3 separate regions of the Mus musculus genome follow, and all the other regions are linked to region 1. Evidence: chromatin contacts called from public promoter capture Hi-C data. All regions are on one chromosome and are shown on one strand. Each heading gives the region's core, a stretch centred on a gene start, on an enhancer-like site or on the middle of the called end of the contact. The rest is flanking DNA. Distances are from core to core; before and after follow the strand shown. Region 1 holds the start of Shisal2b (shisa like 2B). Region 2 holds the start of Ipo11-lrrc70 (Ipo11-lrrc70 readthrough). Region 3 overlaps Ipo11 (importin 11).

What was found. Promoter capture Hi-C pulls out the DNA fragments that hold promoters and counts their contacts.
Region 2: a contact with region 1 is called in a promoter capture Hi-C map of hippocampal neurons, with 5 times the contacts expected there. The contact joins the promoter of Ipo11-lrrc70 here to the promoter of Shisal2b in region 1. A contact is called at or near these places in 5 of 39 promoter capture datasets (the 3T3-L1 cell line, cranial neural crest, hippocampal neurons and 2 more) and 2 of 115 datasets of contacts at active chromatin or transcription factors (embryonic stem cells and stem cell-derived neural progenitor cells).
Region 3: a promoter capture Hi-C map of liver shows a contact between it and region 1, with 4 times the contacts expected there. The contact joins the enhancer-like site here to the promoter of Shisal2b in region 1. A contact is called at or near these places in 10 of 39 promoter capture datasets (the 3T3-L1 cell line, 3T3-L1-derived adipocytes, cranial neural crest and 5 more) and 1 of 115 datasets of contacts at active chromatin or transcription factors (embryonic stem cells).

Annotation. Positions count from the first base shown.
Region 1 is chr13:104,862,207-104,865,447 of GRCm38.p6, reverse strand. Shisal2b (shisa like 2B) reads left to right here and starts at 1,555. Exons shown (of 3, transcript NM_029984.1): 1 at 1,555-1,925. The coding sequence starts at 1,735.
Region 2 is chr13:106,834,791-106,838,031 of GRCm38.p6, reverse strand. It overlaps Ipo11-lrrc70 (Ipo11-lrrc70 readthrough), which reads left to right and starts at 1,730. Exons shown (of 4, transcript NR_165805.1): 1 at 1,730-1,820. The region is part of intron 27 of Ipo11 (importin 11); the gene reads left to right. Lrrc70 (leucine rich repeat containing 70) reads left to right here and starts at 1,730. Exons shown (of 2, transcript NM_001378597.1): 1 at 1,730-1,820; 2 at 3,196-3,241.
Region 3 is chr13:106,796,130-106,799,370 of GRCm38.p6, reverse strand. All of the region lies in intron 29 of Ipo11 (importin 11), which reads left to right. The region is part of intron 3 of Ipo11-lrrc70 (Ipo11-lrrc70 readthrough); the gene reads left to right. Among named protein-coding and RNA genes, the nearest start is that of Gm24527, 18 kb to the right of the region's middle. Within about 2 kb of position 1,475, at least 2 of the 459 cell types and tissues checked have an H3K27ac peak or open chromatin away from gene starts, as enhancers often do.

The sequences.
Region 1 (3,241 bases), core at 306-2,805:
TATGGCGCACTGCAGGATGTGGCGTCTAAGTGGAAACAGGTGAAGGAAGCCTTGTGAGGCTCCTCCTACCCACCCTCCTCCGCCCTGTGACAAATGTAGCTGCTGAGCAGCATGGGTGAGATTCAGGTGGAGTCTGGTTGGTTCTGAGTTGAGAATGTGACGCTGAGAATCCAGGAAGCCATGGGGGGTATCAGAACATGGTTCCAGAGAGGAGAGAATTGGGTGAGAGGACAAATGACCTATAGTCTAGCTTCGAAGGTACAAGAATGTTCAGCTTAGTACTGATCTGTATACATAGGGGAGGAAGCTGTCTGAGGCTGGGGAAAGAAACATTGAAAAGAGTAGAGAGAATGGTCTTTAAAGTTCCTGCTTCTACGCTTTTTGGCTAAGATCAAGTAAAAAGTTCCGACAGATCTGGAGGTGGTGGGGTCTGCTGCCACTGGTAAACTGCGATTCTGAATGCATGGAGTAGAATATTCAGAAAGCATTGGTTTCTGTAGGGAAAAATGTAGTCCCCAGGCCCATGCTGGCCCCGCCTAACAAGGTTTAAAAACAAATTGGAAAGAATCAAACTGCTTCCAAGTAGCTGTGTCCCAGAGCATGGCTGGGAAATATTTATAAGACTAGAAAAATATCCAGCACACAAGTTCATGATGTCTGCCTTCCAATCAAGCCCCTGGCCAAAGGAAGGAAGCAGAATTTGAAAATGAACAGGTGGGTATGGGGGACTTTTGGTATAGCATTGGAAATGTAAATGAGCTAAATACCTAATAAAAAATGGAAAGAAAAAAAAAAAGAAAAGAAAATGAACAGTGCTCTGCCCTGGAAATTCTGCAGGCACTAGCTTCCAGTGAAAGCTATTGTTATTTTTGTTCTTATCCTCCCCCCCCCCCCCGCAGTATTGTTTGACTTGCTACAACAAGGACACATCGCTAATGTTATTTCAAAAGACTGGACAAATCGCTTAGGAAAATGAGAATCAACGGAAAAAGTGGTTTCTGCACTTCAGAAGTGACCGAAAGTCTTCCCCTTTCTGCTTCACTTTCTGGAAGCTTCTCACTTTCTTTTCCACCATCTCTTGCCTTTCCTCCCTTTTCCATGTAGTTTAGGTGAACATGGGGGTGCCACTGTATGTTTTTTTAAAACACCCACAGTTAATTTTTCTAAGAGAATGTTGTTACCTGACTTTGAACACCCTGTACTCTCACTAAAGCTAATCAGAGGCCCTTTTACTAGCCTGCTCCCCAACCTGGATTAGTAGTCCACCCAGGTAAAGCCTTTGCAAGCCAGACCCCATTTGCCATGTCACTGGGCAAACAAAGTGCCATGACACTTTGGCTGTACCTGTGTAAACTGCACCCAAGCCCACCTCTGCTGTTCCCTCTACAGAGATCCTTCTGATGTGAAGACTGCTACAGGTTGTGATGAAGAGAATGAAACTGGAAGGGAGTCCGTAGAGAGCAAAGAAAACAGTCGGAGTTCCGGAGAGGGAGAAGAGGCAGAGGGCTGGGCCATCAGAGAAAGGGACCACTCAGAGACCAGACCCAGCGGTGAGAGCAGAGAGCTCCGGCACCTCGTGGACAGCGGGAGGTAGAGCGGAGAGGGCTCAGAGGCTGAGTGCCAGGCACTTGGACCCCAAATCGCAGGAGGCGCCCAGGGTTGCCTGGGCTTGGGACGAGCGCAGTCCGAGCACACATCGCACGCACCTCGGGATCCTGAGCACGGCCGCCGGCGATGAGCCAGAGCAGCCGCCTGTGCTCGGGCTACTACAGCCTCAACCGCAGCTTCGTGGAGCCTTTCCAGTGCCCGCAGCGCGGCGATGGGGCCGCGCTGCTCTATTGCTGCGGCTTCGCAGACCTCAAGTACTGCTGCAGCGAGCCGGGCAGCTACTTCCCCTACAAGCACAGCTACATGTGGAGCCTCAGGTGGGCAGGGCAAGGCAGGGCAGGGCAGGGCAGGGCAGGGCAGGGCAGGGCAGGGCAGGGCTGGGCAGGGCTGGGCAGGGCAACCTCCTTCTAGACCCGGGAAAGTGACCAGTGAAAGACACAAAGCTGGAATCAGGGAAGTCTAGCTCCGGCTGGGTTCAGGTCCTCGTGCCAAGGCGCCAGATTTCTGAATGGTTTCTGCAGAGAACCCTGGAGACAAATGAGAACCCTGTATATATCCCAGGCTACCCCAGGGACCACTGCTTGTGAGATGAGCTGGAAACTCTACTAACAAGACTGGAGGTTTTAATTCCTCTTCAGGTATTTGTTGATATGGTACATTTGAATGGAAAGGACGCTTCTTTGGAACCCAGGTTGAGGTATTGGACCAATGGAGTACTTAGAGTCACTGGGCAGCTGGGGTCTCTCTCTCTCTCTCTCTCTCTCTCTCTCTCTCTCTCCCTCTCTCTCTCTCTGTGTGTGTGTGTGTGTGTGTTTGTGTGTTGGCTTGAGTAGGTGCTACATACAACTAGGCTTTACAACTTGCTCTTCTCAGCGGTTCGGACACTGACACTGCACAACCAGACTGAAGGGTCGAGCACGGAAGGAAGAGCTTGAGTTACTCTGCTTACACACAGTGTGTCCTTTCTAGACACCCTTCCCTCGCACCTGAACCATTTGACCATGGCTTGACGTCTGGTCACTTTTCAAAGACAAGCCTTTCTTGATTCTTTTTCCTACATTGTACCCCCACCCCCACCCCCCGCTTATTTCTGTTCAGACTTTATGCTTGTTTTCACATTGAAATGCTCCCTCTAGAAGACTGCAAACTTAGAAACTTTAAATTTGATTCTTTTCTTTTGTGTACAGAATGAATGGAATCTTAATATTATAGGAAAGAACTTAAACTCCTAACATAAATTGTGTGTGTGAGCGTGTGTGAGGGTGTGTGTGTGTGTGTGTGTGTGAGAGAGAGAGAGAGAGAGAGAGAGAGAGAGAGAGAGAGAGAGTGTGTGTGTGTGTGTAGAGGAGGGGGAGGCAGGGAGAGAGAGAATTAGCTAGCATGAGTTACTATCACATCACTTTCTCATTACAATCGAGAACTAGACACACATGTCAGATCAATAGCAAACAAAGTAGGACAAAGTTGGCAGAACATTATGTCAACTTATTTTGTCCTCAATAGATTATTTGGGGGAAGAAAGTGATGGACTGTCCTGTTATCTGGGCTTTTCTAGACACGCTCAGACAGTCATTCATCTGTGAGTGCTTGAAAGTGTTGATGAGGGTAGAATTAGTGCCAACTGAGCCTGGCA
Region 2 (3,241 bases), core at 481-2,980, 2.0 Mb before region 1:
TCTTTTTTTCTGCCACGCTGTATACTCTAAGCTGCCTGGCTTGAAAGCTTGTAGACAGCTCTCTTGCTCTCACCTCTGACTCAGAATAGGAGGATGAGATGCATGAGGTGCGTGCCACTGGATCTGGCTTCCTTATATGGTGCTGGGGTCCAACTCAGGTCACCAGGCTTGTATGCCAAGAGCTTTACCTTCTGAGCGGGCTGCCTGGCTCCTAAATCTTTATTTAAATAAAAAATTACGTTATATTCAGATTACTTTTCATGCCAAAGTATTCAAATTAATTCAGACATTCATATAGAGTAAAAAGTAATTCAGGAACATCTACTTTTACTCTTCCGCAACTCATTCCCTCCCTCCCCCCTCCCTCCCTCCCCCCCCTCATGTGTCATATGTAAACACATTGGTGTGTGTGTGTGGTGTACATTTGCACATGTGTTTGAAAACCAGAGTTCATCTTTTTTTTCAAGATAGAGTCTCTTGCTGATTTAGGTAGGATGCTGTCCAGCAGACCTCGGGATCCCCTCCTGTCTCTGCCGTCCCAATGCTGGGGTCTGAGTATATGGAACCACATCAGCTTTTTTGACATGGGTGCTGGTGGTCTGAGCTCAAGTGTTGATGCTTGCATAGTAAGCATCTTACCTACCCAGTCATCTCCCCAGTCTCTTCTCCCTAACTTTTTATCCAGGGATAAACTCTGTTAATAATTTGGTAAGGGAGTTTATGTTACTTTCCAACCCAGGGCATGGCCTTAATTTCCTCAATTAATTGATAGTAATCAGTATTTTCTAAACAAAAAATATTTTTAAAAATTCAAAATATTAGAATATTGTGTTAATATTTTGTTCATCCTAAATTATTTACTAACTTTATGTTCTTTTAAAAATCAATAAGTCTTCAGTAAGTATTTGAAAATAAATAGGACAATGCGCTTAAAAATTCTTGGTGTGGTAGTACATGCCTTTAATTACAGACTCAGGAGGCAGAGTCAGGCAGGTCTCTTATGAGTTCAAGGCAAACCTGGCTTTTATGTATAGAGGGTTCCAGGCTGGCCATGATTACATAATGAGACTCTGTCTCAAATGTTTTTATAAAGATCACTTTATTTTATATACTCCTATTTCAGTGTGCTTTTGATTTAGTGACTGTGATATTGAGCAGGGGAATGTCTGTCAGTAATGTACTTGGCTTCCGATCCTCAACACCTACCTTCAAAATCCAGCTGTGGTCCTAACTCTGGGGAGTAGCAACTGTCTGAGAAACTGTCTGTGAGCTCAGATTGTGAGAACCTAGCTTAACAAGCAAGTTATAGGGTAACAGAGGGGGACACTGGTGTCAATTCTGACCTTCACGCACGCGTGCAGGCATGCACGCACACACAAACACAGAGACAATATGTGTTGTTGATAACTAGAGACTTCTTATTTAGATTTTTGAATACCTCAAGTTTTCAGACATTTGGCTTTAAAATCCTCTTTCAAGTTATAGGAATTACTTAGGTGTATATATTAGGAAAACTGAGTGCGTTCTGAAAAAAAAAATACTTTCCTGAGACTTCCTTTCAACAATACTTTTGAAGCACAGATAAACTTGCTTCCTGTCTCTCAGTTTCCTGTATCCATGGCAACCCCTGTTTTACACATTGGCTGTAGAGGAACCAGTGTGAAGAGTGGCGTTTCCTGCATAGCCATGGCTTTAAAATTCAAAAAACGGTGGAGTGCTGGCGGTCAGCAGTGCCCAGAGGAACTGAGTTAAAGAACGGAGCTCTGCAGAGTTAAAACAAAGCCTTAAAGCCACGTGATGATACGAGTCCCGTATCCTTGGTAAGATTATTTAAGTACAGTTGTTTAGCCGAAAGAACCTGGTGGAAAAGTACAGCCTGCTTTTTCTGTTCGTATTTTCCTAAGTTATTATTTGATGTTAGGCTTCATATAGGTTATGGGGCATGTATCCAAAAATCGTTATCCTCACGTCATTTGTTATGTGTGTCAGAGTCGGTTCTAAAAGTTTATCTTAGCAAACATATTTTAGTTTGTTGAGTTTGAATTATCTTTGCTAAAGAATTGATTTCATAGCTGTGTTAGCAGTTCATACTGTCACCCATAATATGTGTTAACACGCGGTTTTGGCTTATCCTACTTTAAATGGACTATTGAAGTTTCAGTATTTTGATACTTTTGTTTTAAGACCTTTCTGACAATTTAAAATTTTGTCTTTGGAGTCAGTTCTGATGTGGAAAAAGAAGTTAGGTTGGGTTACATGTGGATTTTTATTTTCTCTTCCTTGCCTGTGTTTATTTCTGGTTGCTACCTGCTCTTTTTTTTGTTCGTTTGTTTGTTTTTAATATCATTATTGTTATTTGTATTCTTACCAACTCTAAATGGAAGACAGACTACCCCAGTCCTTTCACATTCCTTAGAATTTTCCTAAAGGTCCAGTTTTTCTGGATTTGGGAATAATGTTTCATGTTAGTGAAATTGGATTATTTAATTCTTTTCCAGAATTCTATTTGGGTAACTATCACGTATGAATATCTTAAAGGCTTTGTTCAGTTAAGCCATTTGTATTTTCTATCTTTAAACAGTTGTATAAATTGCTTAGCGCCTAAGGGGTGATGAGATGTTCATAGTTTATATTTGTGGTCTAACTGGGTGTCTTTTGTTCTAAGGACATTGATTGGTGGTGTGTAAAAGTCTACACTTACCGAGAACTCACCACTGTCCTAGACATAGTTGGTATACTTGTTCTGTTCCCAGATTCTTTTTATTGAACAATAAAAATTTAAGGACATAGATCTCAGACTTTCAATGTCTTATCTCTCTTCATTTTTTGTATCTAGAAAGTAATATCTTAACAAAAGTAACATTAAATGTTGTTACAAATCTTGAGACTGTCTTTAAGTTACCTTTTTGAATCATGACAGCCTTTTGCATTTATCAGTGAGCTATTAATGTAAATTATTCCCTCCTGAAGCGTGTAAAGATCATAAATGTCACTAGGATTGGGTTTAGTAAAATTAACAACCTTAAACATTTGACTTTAACTGAGAGTTATTTTAGAAATTGTAAACCTGATACATTTAGCTTGTTAAGCAATTTATTGTAAATTAGAAACAAGCATCTTAACATAGATAATAATACATTTGAACCTCTGGGAGCATCTTGAAGATCCTTAATCTGTCATTTAATAATCTTACAGAATTACATCCAAGGGTCCCTAAGCCATTGTCTTCATTGACTCCTCT
Region 3 (3,241 bases), core at 226-2,725, 1.9 Mb before region 1:
CAGATACTCCTCGCTGAAATACAGACAGAGAGAATCTGGGAAACTTTCTATCAAGTCAGGTGAGAACGAAGCAGAATTAAATGTACAGAGCTCGAATGCTTAGTCCAGCAGTGGATGCTCCCACCTCTCAGAAGCCGTGAGGACTGAACTTAAAGCAGTCAGCATAAGGCCAGACTGGGGTGTCTGGGAAATAAGGGGGGTAGGGTAGCTGGGGCTTTGTACATTGTTAGAATGTTTGCCTTACATGTACAGGATGTGGGTTTGCTCCTTAAAATACTTCTGGGAAATATATATACATGCATATATATATATATATTTGAAAAAATGACTGCATTGGGAGCTTTTAAAAATAGTCTATTATCTACTTTAAAATTTCTAATGAATATGCAGTCCTCTGTGGATGTTTTATGAATTAACTTGGGATTTTAGTTCTCATGAGTGTTTTGTTCCAAATGTTTTTGTAGCAATCTTACCCTTGGATGGACATTGGAATATAGAGGAACATTCCTTCACACAGTCATTCATTGAGACAGGGTTTCACTCTGCAGCAAGCTTGTCACTTAGAAAGCACAGTTTACCCTCTGCAAAGCAAGCTTCGGCTTCACACGTGATGAACTTAAATTGCTATGACTCCCTGACAAGCTTCTTCTTGGCATCTGTCAGCCTTACTTAGTTCTCCACTAAGCACAGAATGTGGAGAGCTTGTAGTATTCAATGGGCAAGTTTAAGTGTTTCAGACAGATTTTAGAAATTGATAGTTAGCCACAGTGAAATAATTAAATCTCAAAATAGAATATTTAAAGCAGAGGCAATTTAATCAAACTCAGGAAGTTTTGAAGACAGTGTAGTTAAATATATGACATATTTTCCTTTAAGATTTTTTTAATCTTTTTCATGTTTTATCTGTTAATTAATTTTATCTGTTTATTATTTTATCTGTTAAGTATCATGGAAAGCACATTATTCTTCTTCTAAAAATAATAGAGAAAGAAAAACTTTTTCTCTTGAAATAATCTTGCAGTAAATAATTTCTGAAAAACTAAAGGGTATGTGAAGGGTTAAAAAGTAACTAGTCACATGACTTCAAGAACGTGGAAGATTCAGCGTCCCTGAATTCTTGTTGGGTAAAATTGGTTTATACAGGAAACACAATGAAACTTTATTTCAAGCAACAAATGTCTTAATAGGAAACACATGCTGGTAAGTATCTCCATGGGAGCTAAACTTGTAGAACCCCTCTGAGGGCTAAACTTTGAAAAGCTCAAAGCTTATATCAAGGGCAGTGCTTACCAAAGGAAGGAGCCATACTTGGTTCATCCAAAACCGTGTGTCCTTAAACAACAGCTTTAAAACCAAGAGAGTACAAAGCTGCTTGCACATTAAAATCCAACAAACGAAGTTTTGGATTGAGTTAGGCTATTGAGATGTCATTTATCTGGCATTAGCCTAGAGTCAAGAGTAGTGGTCAATTACTTTGCATTCACGAGTGAAGCCAGTTAACACAGGGCTCCTCAGTTCTCCCTGTCCATTCTAATGTAAACAGTTAAGTGGTCGTGTCCTTCCTTAGAGAGGAGGAGGAGGGCTTAGGCATACTAGGAAAAAACTGGGAAAAGGACAAAGGCAGGGATTTAGAAATAAGTATCCTACTTCTGCACACTCCCCCACCCTCCCACTCCCACTTCTTGGCCCTGGCATTCCCCTGTACTGAGGCATATTAAGTTTGTATGACCAATGGACCTCTCTTTCCACTGATGGCCGACTAGGCCATCTTCTGATATATATGCAGCTAGAGACACGAGCTCCGGGGTACTGGTTAGTTCATATTGTTGTTCCACCTATAGGGTTGCAGATCCCTTTAGCTCCTTGGTTACTTTCTCTAGCTCCTCCATTGGGGGCCCTGTGATCCATCCAATAGCTGACTGTGATCATCCACTTCTGTGTTTGCTAGGCCCCGGCATAGCTTCGCAAGAGACAGCTACATCTGGGTCCCCGGATATGGCAGTCTCTAGATGGTCCATCCTTTCGTCTCAGCTCCAAACTTTGTCTCTGTAACTTCTTCCATGGGTGTTTTGTTCCCAATTCTAAGAAGGGGCAAAGTGTCTTTGGTCTTTGTTCTTCTTGAGTTTCATGCGTTTAGCAAATTGTATCTTATATCTTGGGTATCCTAAGTTTCTGGGCTAATATCCACTTATCAGTGAGTACATACTGTGTGAGTTCTTTTGTGATTGGGTTACCTCACTCAAGATGATGCCCTCCAGGTCCATCCATTTTCCTAGGAATTTCATAATTCATTCTTTTTATAGCTGAGTAGTACTCCATTGTGTAAATGTACCACATTTTCTGTATCCATTCCTCTGTTGAGGGGCACCTGGGTTCTTTCCAGCTTCTGGCTATTATAAATAAGGCTGCTATGAACATGAGGACTGACGTTTTTCTTTCTCTTGGATTTGTTATATCTCTGCTTTGGTAAGACATGGGGCATAATTTAAATTTTACGCTGCCCATATCTTTTTTTTCTCGGTTGTGTTTTAACATGTATATAACTCAAACAGAAGTTATGGGTGGAAGTCAGCTACATTGGGCAAAGACATTCATATACTTTATTGAAAGTTATGCAGATATTCAAGGTCACTGATGGTAAAAATAAATGCTCAGCTTATACTTATTCTGTATTGTTTGTTGTTATAATTATTAGTCCTTTAGATAATAACAGTGGCAACACAGTGTTAGCAACGAAATACTGTTATCTCATATATTGGTACAAACCATAGGGAAAAGAAGCTGATGTATCAGGAGTCACAAATGTTCTATGCCTAGTGGTTCTTTCCATATCCTAGGAAACCAAGATGGCGTTCTGAGCATAGTGGCACTCGCCTATAGTGGCACATTCCCGAAACCCAGGGCTTGGAGGTGAAAGCAGCAGCCCAAGGCACAGGAGCTACAGTTTCTAGTATGGGGCTAGCCTTGACTGCCGGAGACCTGTTCCAAACCAAAGAAAAGAAGCCAAAGTATAAAGAAAGGCTGCTTACATAGTAGCCCAAAACTGTGCCATACCCAGCAAAGTTAAAGATAAAATTGTTTAAACTGTGGTCTCTTTTACTTATGTTTAACAGGTTAAAAAATATAGCATAAGTTAGAACACTCAACACATATTTAAAAATAATTTTGTGATATTATGAAAGTAAAGAATTTGACACTCCCCCCAACCTAAAAACATAGGCACGGACTAAATGGTGTTGCA